Linked DNA regions of Hordeum vulgare: region 2 is linked to region 1. The links are chromatin contacts, called in public Hi-C maps. All regions are on one chromosome and are shown on one strand. Each heading gives the region's core, a stretch centred on a gene start, on an enhancer-like site or on the middle of the called end of the contact. The rest is flanking DNA. Distances are from core to core; before and after follow the strand shown.

Region 1 (4,288 bases), core at 243-2,742:
GATCTTGTATTACAGAACGAGTAAAGAGACTTGCCGGTAACTAAGTTGAACTAGGTATAGAGATACCGACGATCGAATCTCTAACAAGTAACATACCGATGGACAAAGGGAACTGCATACGGGATTGATTGAATCCTTGACATCGTGGTTCGAGCGATAAAGATCTTCGTAGAATATGTAGAAACCAATACATGCACCCAGGTCCCGTTATTGGTTTTTGACCGTAGAGGTGTCTCGGTCATGTCTGCATAGTTCTCGAACCCGCAGGGTGTGCACACTTAACGTTCGATGACGCTAGAGTAGTATTGGGATATGTATGTTGGTGAAGAATGTTGTTCGGGGTCCCGGATGAGATCCCGGACGTCACGAGGAGACCCGGAATGGTCCGGAGGTAAAGATTTATATATGGGAAGTCCTGTTTTGGCTACCGGATAAGTTTTGGGTTTAATCGGTATTGTACCGGGAAGCTTCTCGAAGGTTCCAAAAGGTTCTAGAGGAGTCCGGAAGGGTCCTTCCAGCCCCTAGGACGTGCATGGGCTGTAAGGGGGTGTCCAAGCCTTGTTGGGCCAGCCTCCAAAGACCCATGCGGTTGGGAGGGAAGAGTCCCTAAAGGAGAAGACACCTCCTAGGTGCCTTGGGGAGGGATGAAACCTCCCTAGGCCCACCCCCCTCCTTGGAAGAGGGGCTAGGGCTGCAACCCAACCCTCCTCCTAGCCTCCTATATATAGTGAGGGAGAGGGAGGGGCTGAACACACCAATTCCCACGCACCAGTAGCAGCACTCCCTCTCCCATAACTTCGTTTTCTTCTCAGATCGGTTCTGACAGTGCTTGGCGAAGCCCTGCTCGCACTGCTCCATCATCATGTCCACCATGTCGTCGTGCTGGTTGAGATCACATCTACTTCTCCTCCTCTCTTGCTTGATCAAGAAGGAGGAGACGTCATCGAGCCGTGCGTGTGCTGAACGCGGAGATGTCATTCGTTCGGAGCTAGATCGGGAAGGATCGTGATGAGATCGCGAAACGGACTGCGATTTGGATCGTGAAGATGTCCCACTACATCAAACCACGTATATATGCTTCTGCTTTGCGATCTACAATGGTATGTAGATGCACTCTTCCCTCTCGTAGATGGTCATCACCATGGATAGATTTTGTGTGCGTGTAGAATTTTTTTGTTTCCAATGCGACGTTTCTCAACAATACAAACGCAATCGCTTATATATACGTGCATACATTTACCCCTATAAACGCACACACGTACACCCAACCCTGTGAGCATTTTCAAAAGACTGAGCCGGCATATCATTTTGAGATTTACGTTAAAAATAATGAAATCATCAGGACTTGAACCATGCTGAGCTGAGCTGGGATACCACTGTCGTATCCTGTGTATTCTCGAAAATAAAGATGCTCTTAGCGTGCTGTTCTGCACGTACGTATCGGTAAAAGATGTGACGCCCTTCACTTGTACGTATATAAAACCTTGCCTTGCGGGCTTCCCAGACCCGATCGACTCGTCCAAATCGCCAGTCAGATTCTTCCACGCGGTCTTTCGTGGGTTCTGCTCCCTCCCGCGCCTGCTGATGGCCCGTTAGACTGCTCTGCTCACTCTCTTCCCTCCATCGTGCGCGCAAATGAATCACTGTGCGCTAAGCTACTAAGCTACTCCTTTTTTCTTTCTTACCTCCAGCAGCTGGACGCCTACGATGGTCGGCGGCCGCGCTCGTCCTGCTCTTCCTTGCCGCCGGAGCGGCGGCGGAGGCTGTACGCAGGGAGGTTGTGACCTCGCCGCACGGCGCCGTGGCGGCCGACGACGGGCGGTGCTCGAGGATCGGGCGTGACGCGCTCCGCCGCGGCGGCACCGCCGTGGACGCCGCTGTCGCCACGTCGCTCTGCCTCGGCGTGGTCAGCCCCGCGTCCAGCGGCATCGGCGGGGGCGCGTTCATGCTCGTCAGGCTCGCCGACGGCACGGCCGTCATTTACGACTCCCGTGAGACCGCGCCACTGGCCGCCACAAAGGTGAGTATCTCGAGGAGTCGTCTCTTACCTCGTAGTCTACCCGAAGACTTGTGGATGCTTGTGCCTTCCCTTACTTTATTCGTTCAATCATATCATTTGAGAGTTGAGACTGGCTAATGGCTATACTTACGGTGTACACCAATGCAAATTGTCATGGTCTTACACCCTTTTTACGACGCTGATTGAGCCGAAATGTTTTATGGCTGTGTAGGGGAGCGGTGACTCTCATACTTCCACACCAAAATTTTCAAACTTACTGACAAGAACACCATCAAACCTATCCCATTAGGAAAAAGAATATCATCAAGCCGATGGAGTATCGAACTAATGATATATATAACCAGACACATACCTACTCGGTGGTTAATTCACATGGTTGGTGCGCCTTCCTAGGTCTGTCATACCACTATTCTGTTACAGCTGGCAAAGAACATGCATACTCGCAGATCCGTGATTACATAACATGCATACTCTCTGCTACCTGCTCGATTCCTACTCCCAACTAGTAGTATTCAGTATTGATCGACTTTTGATAGTACTTGATCAATGCAGTTCAAGGATATGTTTGTGCATATACGTAATACACACGCACACACAAACTTGCTGTCGCTTGTGTTGGATTGTACTAGTACCTTGGAGTGATGGGAAGAACAAAAGAATGATCGTTGTGGCCGAGGGGGCACACGCGTGGAGGCTAAGCTACATAGTGGCGCCATGATCAACGCCGCGCGTTGTCCATGTCTTGACCAGTGGAAAGGAGGCGCTCCACGCTATCATGCGCCCGGGAAAGCCAAAACGAATCCGCGTTCGGCCGGCCGGCGTGCAAACTGATGCTACGATGCCACCAACCACGTCCCGTTCAGCGCTTCGTCCGCTTCTCTTTTGTCAGTGCACTAGTGCGGTAATCTACAGGAACACGATCCGCAATTCCATATGCCTGCCAGTTGTTGTACTTCTTCTCCCGTTGAAAACTTAAAACTAAGAAACTAATTGCTACTCTGGAGTCTTGAACATGATTATATGGCTATTTACCGTTTGTGATTTGGCAAGAACAATCACTCCTGTACGTAAAGAAAAGAAAAAAGTGAATTTTGAACGATGGAGATCTCCACTGTGCATTCAGGACATGTACGGCGGCAACGACACGCTGAAAGCAAGGGGCGCGCTCTCCATCGGTGTCCCGGGTGAAATCGCCGGCCTCTACGAGGCATGGAAGCGCCATGGCAAGCTCCCATGGAAGGAGCTGGTGCTGCCGGCCGCGAAGCTCGCCCGGGCGTTCAGGGTGTCGCCATACCTCCACATGCAGATGAAAGCGACCGAGGCCGGCATCCTCGGCAACGCCGGGATGCGGGCCGTGTACGCCTCGGACGGGGCGCTCCTCAAGGTCGGCGACGTGTGCCGCAACGGCAAGCTCGCGTGGACTCTCCAGGCCGTCGCGGAGAGAGGGCCGGCCGCGTTCTACGGAGGCTCCGTGGCGGATCTGCTGGTGAAGGACGTGAAGGAGGCCGGAGGGATCATGACCAAGGAGGACCTGGAGAAGTATCAGATCAAGGTGCGCCGCCCGCTTTCGCAGAGCGTCATGGGGCTTACCGTGCTCAGCATGCCTCCTCCTTCCGCCGGTGGTGCCGGCCTCATGCTGGTAGGTTTTCTATTACTACAGTACATGCTAAATTTTGTTTACTGTTTTTCTTTTCGGTATTTTTTTGTTTTGTTTTGTTTGAGATTCTATGCCTTTTGCTCTGTATTGTTTCCAACTTTCCATGGACTGAGATATTACATATTAGCTGTTTCCTTGTTTCCTGCATAGTCAACCAGAGTAGCTGTTTCATTGAGAAGATATGCATCTTGCTTAAGAATATTGGTCCTGGATAAGGTTTGATATAAATGTGATGACTTCACATTTGAAGTATGTGAAGTTCTTTATGATTGATATAAGCACACTTTCGGTGGGAGATAAGCACAGGAGTTGCATTCAGGCCTCCTCACGCTTTTGGGAGAAAAATCTAACATTGTGATGGTGACAATTTCTGCGTGCATGCTATTTCTTGATGTCTTTTTTTTTTTTTTACTTTTTACTCGATGAACAGGTTTTGAACATCCTTGCTCAGTATGGAGTTTCTGGTATCTCTGGTTCTCTTGGGATTCATCGCCTTGTTGAGTCCTTGAAACATTACATGGCAGTGAAGATGAATCTTGGAGATCCTGACTTTGTTGATGTTGGTGCGGTTGTCTCTGATATGCTCTCTCCCAAGTTTGCTGCTGAGCTGA
Region 2 (4,100 bases), core at 1,256-3,755, 170 kb before region 1:
TTTTAGAGCGAGGGCCAAATGAGCCAGCTCTTGAGTGGGAAAAGAGAACTCGGATCGCACTGGGATCTGCCAGAGGACTGTCTTACTTGCATGATCACTGTGATCCCAAGATCATTCATCGTGATGTCAAAGCTGCAAACATTCTCTTGGATGAAGACTTTGAGGCGGTTGTGGGCGACTTTGGACTGGCCAAGCTTATGGACTACAAGGACACTCATGTAACCACAGCTGTCCGTGGAACGATCGGGCACATTGCTCCCGAGTACCTATCCACCGGGAAGTCCTCTGAGAAGACGGATGTTTTCGGTTACGGCATCATGCTTCTGGAGCTTATCACTGGACAGAGGGCGTTTGACCTCGCACGTCTTGCGAATGACGACGATGTCATGCTGCTTGACTGGGTAAGTTCTCCTCTATCTTTTTTTTTTGAACCGGGAGTTCTCTATCATTGAGCATACATATCATGAGCAGCGATGCAACTCTAGTTTTGTTTGCATCGTGCATCTTAGCTGTCTGCCAGTTCTAGTTTGAGAGCTGGAGCAAACGGTTTGTCATTATTGGTTCAGTGTCCTATAGCATGCGTGATCAGTGACAGTTAGTAAACAAGGTGACTGACACTTGGCCTCCCTCCCATGCGTGATGTGTGATGTGTAGTGTCATCCATGATTGAGAGAGAGGAGGCTAGCGTGAGAGGTGAAAAGTGATGCCGAGAATTGTGTGTTGCGTTGGTGCAGGTGAAAGGGCTGCTGAAAGAGAAGAAGGTGGAGATGCTGGTGGACCCGGACCTGCAGAGCGTGTACGTGGAGCACGAGGTGGAGGCGCTGATCCAGGTGGCGCTGCTGTGCACGCAGGGGTCACCGATGGACCGGCCCAAGATGTCGGAGGTGGTGAGGATGCTGGAGGGCGACGGGCTGGCGGAGCGCTGGGAGGAGTGGCAGAAGGTGGAGGTGGTCCGGCAGGAGGCGGAGCTGGCTCCGCGACACAACGACTGGATCGTCGACTCCACTTTCAACCTCCGGGCGGTGGAGCTGTCCGGCCCGAGGTAACAGGAAAAAAATGAAGAAAACAAAACCGTCTCCTGAGGCTCCGGACAGCCCCTCGTTGCAGAATTTCTAGCTCTCTTTTGTACATGATGACAGACAGAGTCCTGCTAGCAGTAGCAAATTTGAAAGGGAAAGAATGTGTTCTATCTATCCTGGCGTCAGTAATTCTAGTCGCAGGCTGCACATTGTTGTGCTGGCTAATGCTAAAATCCTGCTGTATTGTTTGTACGTGCACATACACTTCATCGGTGCTGGTAGTAGTGCTAAATCCTTGATAGTAGTAGTGCTAAATCCTGCTGTATTGTTTTGTTTGTACGCGCAGCACTGAGTGCCACTGTGGCTCGCGGCACGTTAACGTTATTATTTCTTACATACAACACTCAAGGAACAGACAATCCACAAGCTTGACGCCAACGCCAGCAAGAGCAGAATCACGAAGCGAGAAGAAAGGAACACAGGCGTTGCAGAGCCTAGACTAGAGGGTGGGGACGCGGAAGAACCTGCCGCGGCACATGCAGCGGTAGGCGATGGGGCACGACTCGGAGGCCTCGGCGCACCGGAAGCTCACCATGACCCGCTTGCACGGGGCGCACGCCCCGCACGCGTGCGCGCAGTCCGGCAGCCGCGACCCCGTCACCGCTCCCTCCTTGAGCATCATCCCTTGCTTCTCCTGATGGGACGACGGCGAGGCCGCTTGCCCTCCGGGCGTCGCCTCACGGCCAGGTTGCAGGGCATCGGCACCTGAACCTGCATAATGCACGTAACGTGTCAATTGCCAGCCACATGTGCCATGTCGTCTGCTGGCAGTGGTAAGTAGCCGGAGTACTAGGTACGAGTCCACGCGAGTACGTAACGATCGACTGGCTGGCTTACTTGGTGTGGTTCTGGTGCCATGGGTCACGCACGAGCAGGAGGCCATGGCCAGCGCAAGGGCCAGCGCCAGAGCTCCCACGCCAGCTGACTTCCTCATTAAGGCCTTGTTCGGTTAATCCCTCCCAAGAGGGATTGAAGAGGATTGAAGGGGATTTAGATGAAATTTGAGTTGTAGGAGATTTAATCCCTCTCAATCCCCTCCAAACCTCTTCAAATTTAGAGGAACCGAACAAGGCCTAATCGTCTCGTCTCGCACCGCAGCTAGCTCGCACGTTGTGGAGGAGTCGTACGTGGAGGAACTGAGGAAGCCAGGGAATGAGGAAGCTGAGATAGCCGGCCAGGCGATGCTGGCGAAGTGGCGAGCGCTTGCTTATATACACACACTGCTAGTACGTACGCACGCTTCAGAGACTGATGCGCGTGCAAGGGCAAGCGACCATAAATAACAGCGGAGTGGAGATACGGCGGCTCACACGATCCTCGATAGGATTCACATGGAACCCTTGTGCCTGCGTGCAGCCAGTGAGCACGAAGAAGACGAGGAGTAGTAGATGTGCGTGCCTACCAGCAGTGTGTGTGTGTGTGTGTGATCGGTCGATGGCGGAACAAGCTGCTCCGACCGGCACGTATTTATGCCCGTCATCGCCGCGCCGGTGGGCGCCGCAGGCAGGAGCGCAGTTATTGCGCCGCCGCAGAGGAGCAGCTGGAGCTGGGGGAGAGGCCCGGAAGAGGACGACGTCGCTTCCCGTGGATATACTTTATGTTCACATAGTATACTGTAACACTGAAACTCTTCTGGGTGCAGAATATATCCGTCTATATTCTGCTCTGCTCTGCTCTGCTGCGCCTCTTTGGTTCGGTTAATGCACCAGTACAACAACTCTGGTCAAGCAAGCCAAGCCGGCATCAATGCAGCTGCGAGCTGCTCTCTTGCGCGGTTTAATGGCGCGCATGTAAGCTGCATGCATGGACCGGCTGCCGGCACGGCGACGTGTCTGACGCTGCCAAGTTCTTCGTGGTGTGGGTCTGACGCGGCCATGACACTTGTTTCATGTGCATCGTGGGCCTGATGGATGGAATTGGGTTGAGTTCGTCGGGTACGAGCTTCTGGATGAGTGAATAGGCTCTTCGACATAACCACTAGTTGCTCAGCTCAAGCCTTTTCGTGTCAACAGAAGGGGGCTATGAACCGAAGGCCTGAGACTCGTTGCTTTGGAACCACCTAGCCCTAGGCATTAGTCTGAAACTTGCTGCGGTGCTTCAGTTGGTACTAAAATCTGATCTGTACTACTTCTACTTCAGCTAGTTTTTCGACTAGACTTCCATGCTGAGATGAAATGATGAATGAAAAAACAGGCATTATCTGTTCTTCAGTAAAATGGGGCTCGGTGTCATCCATCTGTAGCCTCTGAAATCTTATGTTGGACTGCAGTCTTGTAAAGCTTAAATCTGCCGCTCATGTATGAAAAATACAGTACTCTGCAACCTCAAAGCTGCAATAAGAGTGACAGTTGTTGCTGGTGGCGTGAGAACAGAACTTCAATATGCGGCATGGCCATTCCAGCGACGGAATTTTAACGAAGAGAAGAGGAAGAGACCATTTACGTTCCACAATATCAAGGGATATTTACAATTGTGTGCATGCCGGATCCGTGGCGCAATGGTAGCGCGTCTGACTCCAGATCAGAAGGTTGCGTGTTCGATTCACGTCGGGTTCAATATCCCGAACTAAATATCCGGTACTTTTTAACTGTTGAGTGCAGTATGAATTTTTTGACACAACTGAGCTAGCTAATGGCGGTTCATGTTTCAGTTTTTGGTTTATGTTTCAGGTGAGGCTAAGATACATGGTGTACTAGACAATGCGTTTTTTCTTTTACATAATTGAGTTAATGGTGGCAGTTTTTTGACGTAACTGAACTGGTGGTGCTTGATAATTCAATTTTTGTTTTTGAGTGTTGGTTTATGTTTCAAGTGAGGTTAAGATGCATGGGGTACTAATGGTGGTTGATGTTTCAGTTTTTACTACAGTTGGTTTATGTTTCAGGTGAGGTTAGGATGCATGGTGTGCTACACAATGCCTACAAAGTTAAGGTTTAAGTTAGACTTATATCAAAAGGTACCTCCTGAGGTACGAGGTTCTCCTCCGCCGGTAGGCCGGAGCTGTACGGCGAGGCCTCAATT

Evidence for each region. Hi-C and Micro-C count contacts between places; a contact is called where the count stands out from the background.
Region 2: a contact with region 1 is called in a Hi-C map of leaf, with 4 times the contacts expected there. The contact joins the promoter of LOC123426895 here to the promoter of LOC123426893 in region 1. A contact is called at or near these places in 4 of 6 Hi-C or Micro-C datasets (leaf and seedling).

What each region holds. Positions count from the first base shown.
Region 1 is chr2H:508,428,070-508,432,357 of MorexV3_pseudomolecules_assembly, reverse strand. LOC123426893 (glutathione hydrolase 1-like) reads left to right here and starts at 1,492. Exons shown (of 7, transcript XM_045110795.1): 1 at 1,492-1,591; 2 at 1,692-2,020; 3 at 3,144-3,659; 4 at 4,108-4,288. The coding sequence starts at 1,585.
Region 2 is chr2H:508,599,764-508,603,863 of MorexV3_pseudomolecules_assembly, reverse strand. It overlaps LOC123426895 (protein EPIDERMAL PATTERNING FACTOR 2-like), which reads right to left and starts at 2,505. Exons shown (of 2, transcript XM_045110798.1): 1 at 1,917-2,505; 2 at 1,395-1,790. The coding sequence starts at 2,013. The coding sequence ends at 1,519. LOC123426894 (LRR receptor kinase SERK2) reads left to right here. Exons shown (of 11, transcript XM_045110797.1): 10 at 7-401; 11 at 735-1,334. The coding sequence ends at 1,046. TRNAW-CCA (a tRNA gene) reads left to right here and starts at 3,563; the gene lies at 3,563-3,634.